Linked DNA regions of Mus musculus: region 1 is linked to region 2. The links are chromatin contacts, called in public HiCAR-type maps. All regions are on one chromosome and are shown on one strand. The core of a region is the stretch at or near the end of the contact, and the rest is flanking DNA. Distances in the headings are between cores, read along the strand shown.

Region 1 (4,901 bases), core at 212-2,711, 2.2 Mb after region 2:
AGGTGTGATAATTGCTTGAATTTGCTTTCCTTTACTGGGCCTGGTGGTTCAGACCGAAATCCTAATGCTTAAGAGGTAGAGGCACGAGGACCAGTCTGGGCTACATGAGGAGACTTTCTGGGGAGGAGTGGGAGAGGAATTTAAAATCGAGTGCTGCTGCTCTTGGTGGCAGTTTGACCACTACACTTAAGAAAATTACTGGCTGAAAATAGCTCACCCATACTTGTAAAGCCACACACAGTTTGGCCACAGAGCTAGCTTCCAACCCACCCATGATTCTCTCTAGCAAATCGCCCAAGGCCTGTCTGGTTCCCCAGAGGCCAGAGGGATTTTGCAGCATGCAAGAAACAGCCCCAACCCTCCGCAGACTGCTTTTGACTCCCATGACTTACAGGTGCCCCTCTCTGATAATCAAGCTTTCATGTCTTCAGCCTCCCTCCCTAGCCACAGAGACAATTTCACTTGGTTAAGTTCAGTTGTAGCTCCGTTGTAGTTGCGACTGAGGTCAGTGAACTCCTCCAGGGTGGAAAATGACCGGAATCTGAGCCAAATTGGCTCTAGGGGCGGGTCCACACTAGCCTCTGGATCCGGCAGAACAAGGCTTTCCTGTGTTCCATACGGTCAGTGGCCCAAGATCTTTCCCAGACAGAGACAGGGAAGAAGGACGAAGGAAAAATGGCACCTAGTGGGTGGGGATAGTGATTGAAAGTCACCTAGTATCGTGGGCCTTCTGATCATGAATCTTCCGACTATATCACCAAGTTCTGGGGGAAAAAAAAACGGAATCAAATAACTGCAAGTCATTCTAAATCTCGCCACACTAAGCAGGGCATTCTGCTGTCCCTGGTCGGAGAGAGGTGGGGTTGGGCACTGTCCTGGGATTCGCTCAGGTGGTGGGCACTGAGCCCGAGCAGCATCAGAGGTGGCACCTGTGTCTCTGGCATTGAATACCGCGCCGCTTAGGGTGGTGCCGGAAGCCTGCGCTAGTGGCCTGGAAGGGGTGGGGGGCGGAATTCGTGGGTCTTTGTAAAACGCTTTCCACGTGATGTCGTAGTTCTCTGTCAGGCTTCCAAAGGCGACCTGCGGAGTCAGTGCCACGAATCTCCCTCCGGGCCTCCGCATCCCGCTGGACACCAGCGACTAGCGCTCGCGTCTCCGCGGTGGCGCTTCTTCCCGCTCTTGGCTTGGTGGTGCAGCTCAGACACCAGCTCTTGCCACACGCCCAAGTAAGGCACAGCTCCAGGGTGGCGTGGCCCTGCCCACGGTCCACCTTTCTGCGCACCTGCCTCCGGGGCGGGGCGGAGCGGGGCGGGGCCGCTGTGCGGGCGCAGGTCACGGCTCGGACGCTGGAGGGGGCTGTGGCTCTCCGCCGTCCCCAGGCTGTGCCCAGGCTCCCCCTGCCGAGGGCTCGGCCCAGGCCCTGGGAGGGGCAGTGGTGGCCCTCATTTCCCGCTCAACAGCCTCGGAGGCGGCTGGTCCCGGCGCGGGCGCAGCGGCTGCGGGGAGCGGGGAGCCCGGAGAAGGTGCGGGGCGGGGACGCGGCCACCGCCCGCTCTGCGCCGCTCCTCCCCACGCGAGTGGCGCTCGGGCCGGGCGTCGAGGCGGCCGCGGCGACCCGGAGCTCGCTCCCCACCCACCCCGCCTGCTCCGCCCTCCCCTCCGCCCCGCGCCACCTTTGATGGCTCGGACCTCGGCCGGCCGCCGCCTGCCTAGCTCGCGCGCCCGCCGCCCGCGGGGACCCCTCGCTCGCCGCCGCCGCGCCCTCGCCAGCCTTGCAGCCCGCAGCCCGCAGCCCGGACCCGGAGCCACCGAGGTAGGAGGCGTGCGGCGAACAATGACCGCGGCGGGAGGGCGGCCGCCTGGGTGGACCGGGCCGCGGCGGCAACTTGTGCGAGTCCCCGCGCTCGCGGCCCTGGGCGCCGGCCGAGCTGGCTGCGGAGTCCACGGGAACGGTCCTTTTTGTAGCCGGCGGCCGCAGGCCCCGCAACAATAGCAGAAGCCACGGTTCCTCGGGCACCGGTGGAGCTCACCTCCGCGGACCTGGGCTGCGGGGCTCTGAGCTCGTGGGTTCTCCCCAGCTTGGCTTCCTCTCCTTGGGCGCCCCTCCCCCGCTTCCTCCCATCCCACCCTGCCGGGTGACAGCGCCCCCGACGCCTCTTCCGGACCTCAGGCTGCAATCTCGGCTCTGGAGGTCCGTCTCCCGGCAGCACGGGTGCCGCCGTGCCGCCGGGTCACTGCATCTCGCCCACGGGCGGCGAGAACCTCCCGGTGGGTGACAAAGAGGAACACGCCCTCTTAAGTTAGATCTTGTTTCTCTTTACTCTCTGCCTTATGGAGGGGGAAGTTTCCCCCTCCCTTTTTAAAGCACAGGATATATATTATTATTTTTGTGTGGGGGGACGGGGAGTTCAGAACTTCTGATTGTGATTTTTTACGATTTAAGTTCGGAAAACTTTAGCCTTGTGATCCATCCGGACCCCGGTGAGTCTTAGACCTAGGGGTCGTGGAGGAGTACCAGATTCCTTGTTGGGACCCGGAAACCACGGCTGGCAGGGATTTTCTAGAGTCCCCCTAGAAAATAGGGAGGTAGGGCTCACAAAGGAACGAGGTTTGAGACGTGCTGGTGAAGATGTGGGAGCGAATAACTGCCTCTCATCTGGAACAGTTTACCAGGCTCAGCTTCTCCTCCCCTCCCCGGCTCCGGCTCCGGAGTTCAGTGGCCTCCGGCTGTTTCATTTATTTTTGTTTCAGCCTTCCTCCGTGCTAGTTTACCGCGTTTGACAACCTTAAACCTGGCCCCTGCCCATGGTTTACCCTCCAGACTTCCAATCCCTCCCTTAGTAGGCAGCGTTTTCTGACCATAACCTCGACCCAACGATGGGCCATGTTTAATGTGCTTTGCACGTGGGGACTTGGCCAAGCCCACTTCAGAACATTCCCCTAGCGTTGTCTTACTTCTCTTTTTCTATCTGAACAAGGAATGGAGAAAGAGGGGGAAAGCCTTTTGGATTATGAAAGCTTTAGTTGAGGAGTTGCCTTTAAAAATTGGTTTGGTGTTTTGAAAGCTAAGGTGGGGCCCTTTTCAAATCCCTGTCGTCTTTCCCCTCAGCCCCACATTTCTTGCTGGCATCTTAGCCTCAGCTTTTCAGGTGGGTGGGTCTCTGAAAATGCACGTCTTCCGTGGGTCTGGCATCCACACAGCCCACTTTATATTCCTGCAGCATCGGTCTGCAGCAAGACACTAATATTGGACCTTCTCCAAGCACAACGAAACGTTTGTGTTTTTAGTATGTCTGGCTAATAGCTCTGCTTCTGGGTAAAATAAATAGAAGCATTATTGGGCAGTGACTGGTCTACTGGGGGAGTCGGTGGAGTAGATAGTGAGCAGATGTCTGCCAAACCCACAGGAAGCTAGAAATACTTGGTCATCGATGAGGTAACTACCTTCTCATGGTGTGTGTGGGGGTGGGGGTGTGTGCAGAACTGTAGTGTGCTCCTCTGACTTGGGATATGCTGTTAAGATTTAGGAGTTCTGTAAGTTGGAATCCTTCTGAAGTTAGATATACGATGTAAACATCCCCCTCTGCACCCCACTTCCTTCTGTGATAGGATCTTAGAGTGTATCCCTGATTGGTCTCACTGGAGATCTTCCTGTCTCAGTTACCCCGAATGCCAGGATTATAGATAGGTGTGCATATCATGTCTATTTTTAGTGTACTTTTCTATACTGATATTCTCTTATTGGGTGTCAATACTAGGATATTCTTTTGGGACAGTTTTTTGTCTTGTTTTTCATCACATTATCCAAGAGACAATATTTAAAGATGAAGCTTTTCAATATTAAAAGTAATATTGAAAAGGACAAGGAGGTATGGGGCCACATAATCCTAGTGTCCTGGAGGCAGAAGGAGGGGGCTCATAAATTCAAGGCCAGCCTTAATTCCAATCTCAATAACAGAAAGGAGGGGGTGCGGGGAAGAAAGCCTAGTCGTTAAATTCACTTGGGAAAATGAGTGGATGTTGGAGAACTCTAGATAGGAAAAAGAAAACCTGAATTTTTGCGTGCTGGTTTTACTTTGGAGAACTAGCCTGGTAATACTCGGAGAGGATCAAGAAGATTGTGACTCTGTAGACTTAGTGTTTCCCTGGCATGATGCACTGGCCATCTTAAACCAATCTTTTTTGTCTGACTTTGCTTGCTGCAGACAGTGGTTTAGCACTTTTGAGAACTCCTCTCTAAAAGAAGATGCTACAGTGCAGAGAGGCCTCCACAGCCCTGTGTCAGAGTCCTGGGAGTCCTTTCTTGCAGGACCTCAGTAGACTGTAGGTCTTCTGGCTGTGTTGGTACTTCCTGTGGTTTGGTACTTTTGATGAAAAGGAGCTGTAAGCTTACTTAGCGGAGTGTTCATCCTGTGTTCTGTCCCTAGCCTCCCAATAAACCAGGCGTGGTGGCTCCTGCCTGTAATACTGGTCCTCTGGAGGTGGAGGATCAGGTGTTCAAGGTCACCTTTGGTTATACGTGCATAATGAATTTGAGGCCAGCTGGGATTACACACACACACACAGAGAGAGAGAGAGAGAGAGAGAGAGAGAGAGAGAGAGATATCTCCCAGTAGATTCTTGAACATAAGTGGTTGAACTGCTTTTCCTTGCCCTTTAATGGCTGACATTTACGCTGTGGCATTACTAGATTGTAGTCCTCTAGCCCTCTGAGACACAGGTTTGACTGTAACCCTCGTTAACCACTTCCATGTGGCCAAGGTAAGAGCCAGATGGTTTCCATTAAGATGACTGGAAATGCCAACTTCTCTAGCCACTTATGGCGATTACTGCTTTTGTTTTTAAATCAAAAAGCCCCCTGGGGGAGGAATGATCATTTCAATGAGAAGAAGCGGACTTTT
Region 2 (5,001 bases), core at 1,767-4,266:
AGGCTACCCTGGAGGTTTTGGCTTCATTAGTGAGTGATGTGGTAAGGCAGGGCCAGGAGTACGTGGAGTTCTCCCTTGAAATTCACAACTTCTTGCCTCTGGAAGCTTTGTTTGCATAGCTCGTGATTGGTGGGTTGTTTCTCCCAAGTGCAATAGACAGAAATATAGTACATTTTTTAACTTTCAGAGAGAGAACAAGAAACAATTTCCACAGTTATAACTTTAAAACAGTATGCCTCTGGAGCCAAGTAGTGGAATTTACAACCAACCACTTGGTAAGCATGAACCTAGCAGAGGTATAACCACAATGCTAAACATTTTTTCTTATCAAAATATTTTTGTGCCAGTGTTCTGTCAAGAAAAAACAAGAAATGGTTAACAAATTATCAAGACAGAGCAAAAAGCCTGTGATCAAGGACAAAAAAGTAATTTGGATAATACTAATTTTAACCAACGTCACAGAGAATATTCAAGCTCAAAATACAAAATTAGATCAGGAATGGGGTTCAGGAAGAAATTTGACATGAAACTATGACAAAGGGCAGGAACCCAGAGGTGGGAGTGTTTCATGGGAGATCAAAAAAAAACTCCCAGGGGGGCTGATGTGAGTAAACAGGAGATGACAAACTTTGCTCTTAAGTTTGACCCACTAGTGAACCCCAAGTGACACACTAGGTCAAGTTGAGCTTAAGGCCAGAACAGGACGTACCTATGTCTGCCGCCGACTGACCAAACCGTGTTCACCCTCACGTTCCTTTCCACAGCCATGAGACTGCACACACAAGCACACCACCTACCTGAGGCTGCACAGCCAAGAGAAAGAGTCTGATGTTTCCTCATAGCTCAGATTGTAGCACTGGGTAGAAATCAGGCAGGGATGGATTTGAGTTCAATATTGAAAATGTGTCCAAAGGGGTCATTAATTAAAACAATAATAGATACCTTGTTAAACCCTGGGCCCTGGAGTGTGGAGCGTTCTCTCAATATTATTCTGTAAATAGATGGACAAGGACGAGTAGAACTCATCTTCCTCTGGTCCTTCCCGAGCCCAAGTTTTAGTAATTCAGTGTCCAGCTTTGCGCCCGCTTCATGGGCACATAGTCATTTCAGGTCTCACTGTGTTTCACTTGGTTAAAGTAAAGAAAAGCAACAAGCAGCTACATTCTTCCCAAATGGCCAGGGGAGCTCTGCACGGAGGAGATTGTGAGCCTCCACTAGGAGCCTGCTTCTTTGTAGCTGGCTGATTTATGTGTTGTAGACCTTTGGTTACTTTTGGCAAGAAGCAGATCCTGAAAGGTCACACCAAGAACTGCAAGAACTTTAATGGACAATATAATAAGCCCATAATGAAGCCAGTGTCTTTGTCCTCTCATTGATGCCCAGATTTGTGACCTCAGGAGCTGGAAGGACACCTTGATCTTTGTGTTTATCTTGAGACAGCAGAGGAAAGATGAATGAATAAGTTTATTCTTCAGTTAGGTGGGAAAGTTAGAGTGGGTTTTGTTTGTTTGTTTTAAGCTGGTGGGGGCTGGGGAGACAGCTCAGTCAGAGCAGGGCCTGGACTCAGCTTCTCAGCACCTCTGTAAAAGCTGAGCGTGACAGCAACCTCAGAGCTCACTGGCCAGTCAGTTTGCTAGAATGGTGAGCTCCTAGTTTGGTGATGGATCCTGTCTCAGAAAATAGGGTGAACAGCCCTAAAGGTTGATATTTAATGTCTAACTCTGACCTGCACACACACACACACACACACACACACACACACACACTCACACACACTCGCACAGCACACACACATATTCTCACACATGCATGCATACAGATACGCACACAAGCCGCACCCACACGCCCACACACTCTCACCTACTGTGTGCATACACTCACACACATGCACAAACACTATGCACACACTCATAATTCTCTCTCTCACTCACACAAGCAAGATAAAAACAAAAGTCGAGAAGGGCTGGGGAGATACACAATCAGTAAAGCTTGAGTTTGGATCCCCAGCCCCTCTGTAAAAGGCCAGACCCGCGGTGGGTGTACAGCTGGGGAGGGAGGCAAAGAAAGGGAATCCCTGAGACTCGCGGCACGGGCCTAGGCCAATCTGAAAGACAAGTCGCAGTGAGAAGGACCACTAAACAAAGTAGATGGCACCAGGGGCTGCTCTCTGGTCTCCACACTCACAGACACACACACGCACACGCACACACAACTGAGCAAAGATTCATAGACATCTCTCTCTTGCTTCAGAACCCTCCCAGACCAGACTCCCCAAACTGAAAGTGTGTTGCTCTGGGGGGAAAACGAGTCAAATGACAGCCCCATATCTAGTGCATTAATTAGCCAAGACCCTCACGGGGCTCTCTGGAACTTGAGCTGGGCTCATCGGCTACCTCCCAATTAAGTCTGAGCTTCCTGATTAATACTTTCCACATGCCACTAGGCCGAAGAGAACTGAATTTTAAGGGGAAGGCCAGTTTCAGTCCCAGTATGCCCCTCTTCACAAGCCAAACAGGGTCACGCAAACAAGCGTTGCTCACTGGCCTTTTGCATTCAGCAAAGCGAGGCTGCGTTACCATACCGTTTCTTTTCAGGGCACACCAAAGTTGTTTCTGTTCTGCTTTTGCAAGGCACCCAGTGAGTCAAGCTATTTGCCGCGGGTAGGGCTGAGTCGGGGTGGCTCGGTGGGAGGCGCAGCAGGCTATCCACATCTGGTTGTCCCTGGACAGCACCAATAAAAGAGCCGGTTTCCGCGGCTCCTCTGTGAGAGATTTGGGAACCTCGGGCCCGGGGGGAGAGGGGAGAGCGCTGGTCTGAGGGCTTTGCGATTGCAGACGACGGGCCAGCTGCTGGGGGCGGGGGACCCAGGAGGTACCCCAAGACCTCCCCGCGCGCTCTGGGTGCCCTGACAGTACTGTGAGTGCGGGTCCGCCAGTGCCCTCAAGTGCCCAGTGGGCGGGACGGAGGCGGTGACCGGGGGCGGAGCCTCGGGGCTGGGCGCGTGGGGGTCGCGGCAGCGGGATCGGGAACCAGCGAGAGCGCCGCTGCAGCCCAGCATGGCTAGCACGGCCTTGGAAATCGTCGCCTTCGTAGTCTCCATCTCGGGCTGGGTGCTAGTGTCTTCCACACTGCCCACCGACTACTGGAAGGTCTCCACCATCGATGGCACTGTCATCACCACAGCCACTTATTTTGCCAACCTGTGGAAGATCTGCGTTACCGATTCCACCGGTGTCGCCAACTGCAAGGAGTTCCCCTCCATGCTGGCGTTGGATGGTCTGCATCTCTTTGGGACCCCATCCCCATCCCTGCTCCTTGCTGGCTTTCCAAGCGGGCGCGTCCTCTTATGGACCGGCCGTGGGATTCCCGGGTGGGGGAGGCTGGGTCTTATACTCTGCCCCGGGAGGGTCTGCGATGCCCGCTGTCTACGGATGGGTGTCCGGTGGGGCGTCTTCTGAGCCTGGGAACCCCTGGTGGTGACGAGTAGGATCAATTCAGGTAGTTGTGGCGCACAAGGCTGGTCCCGCGTCTGTCTGGGACTGAGTGTAGGGCAGCAGAGGCTGGCCACCCCACGACCAAAATCTGATTCTCATTAAAATGACACCACTGAGATCCATGAATGCTCGCCTTGATATCGCTTTAGCGGGTTCATTGAGTCTTTGAAAAGCCAGGCACGGAGGAGAGGCAAAAGAACCATATTGAAGTTTGTTGCTGTTTTCCTTTAAAATCCCTCCTACAAACTTGAGGGCTTGAGCTTCATTCTTTTTCTCAGTTTCAAGAAAATCAGTAGCCCTTGCTCATACGGGGGGTGGGGGTGAAGTGGCTCAGAGGGCAGGGGACGTTGGACAGCAGAGATCAACAGGATGAGTGACCACTCTTCCAGGCTTTGTGCAAGCATTCTGGGTCTTCTTCGCTTGGTATATGAATATATATATATATATATATATATATATATATATATATATATATATAAATTGGAGATAGATATTAACATAGGAAGATGTTATATTTATAATTTATATAATTTATATATTTATATATTTTATATTATATTTATATTTATATATATTTTATATTATATGTATATATATATTGGAGATATATATATATATATACATATATTGGAGATAGATATTACCATAGGAAACTGACCGTTTAGTTTCCAGGGTATAGTCAATACAGTATAATGCTCGTTCATGTTCTAGGCTCTTCCAGGGTTTTGCAAATGACTAAATGGATTCTGGCAGAAACTTAAGAAGAGCAGCTTGCTCCACTTCTAGATGTGAGGCGTTTTCCTTTTCTTTATTATTCCTCTTGCCATTTTTATTTGCATAGCTGGGTAAATAGAAGACTTGATTCCCCTAAGACAGTGCTTGCCACAAAGGGCAAACTGTTGCTCAATTCAGTGTTCTGTGGAAGCTGGTCTATGGGAATAGGTGCCTGCCTTTACAAGGCGGCACCCTGGGCCGGGCCCTGTTGTATAAAGTAAGTAGCTGGAACACTGTTTACTGCGTGCGTTGTTGCTGAGGTTCCTGTGTTCATCGGAGCGCTCATTCGGGAGACAACAGACAAGCTCTTGTTTCTGCGGTTTACATTCAGGAACACAGGATTCACACTATGTTCTAGAACTGTTCTGTTTATTATGCTATTGTAGCCAGGGATAGCCTGCTAGATAAGTCTGCTTCCTTCTTCGGGAGTTTTGGGGTTCAAGGAAGAGGAGAGAGAAAGAAAGAAACACTTCTTCAAGCTTTGCGTACAGGACCGTGGGGGTTTCCTTCGTATGTCTGCTGAGAGGGTGGAGGTGTTCTGTGGTTTGGACAGGCTGGGTAATGAGGAGGAACTGGGACACAGTCCTCATTATCAGGCACTGAACAGAGTTATGCCACTCACAAATGCATATATGCAAAATGGGCATGCTGATGTGACTAGAAAACATGTTTTTAAAACAAGAAATGATATATTCCACATAGTTTTTAAATTAATTACGTCTTTGTAATCGGT

The links. HiCAR-type assays count read pairs that join an accessible place to other places.
Region 1: a contact with region 2 is called in a HiCAR-type map of astrocytes, with 5 times the contacts expected there. The contact joins the promoter of Farp1 here to the promoter of Cldn10 in region 2. A contact is called at or near these places in 1 of 39 promoter capture datasets (frontonasal cranial neural crest) and 1 of 115 datasets of contacts at active chromatin or transcription factors (astrocytes).

The regions. Positions count from the first base shown.
Region 1 is chr14:121,034,113-121,039,013 of GRCm38.p6, forward strand. Farp1 (FERM, RhoGEF (Arhgef) and pleckstrin domain protein 1 (chondrocyte-derived)) reads left to right here and starts at 1,462. Exons shown (of 27, transcript NM_134082.3): 1 at 1,462-1,813.
Region 2 is chr14:118,851,934-118,856,934 of GRCm38.p6, forward strand. It overlaps Cldn10 (claudin 10), which reads left to right and starts at 3,017. Exons shown (of 5, transcript NM_021386.4): 1 at 3,017-3,276. The coding sequence starts at 3,057.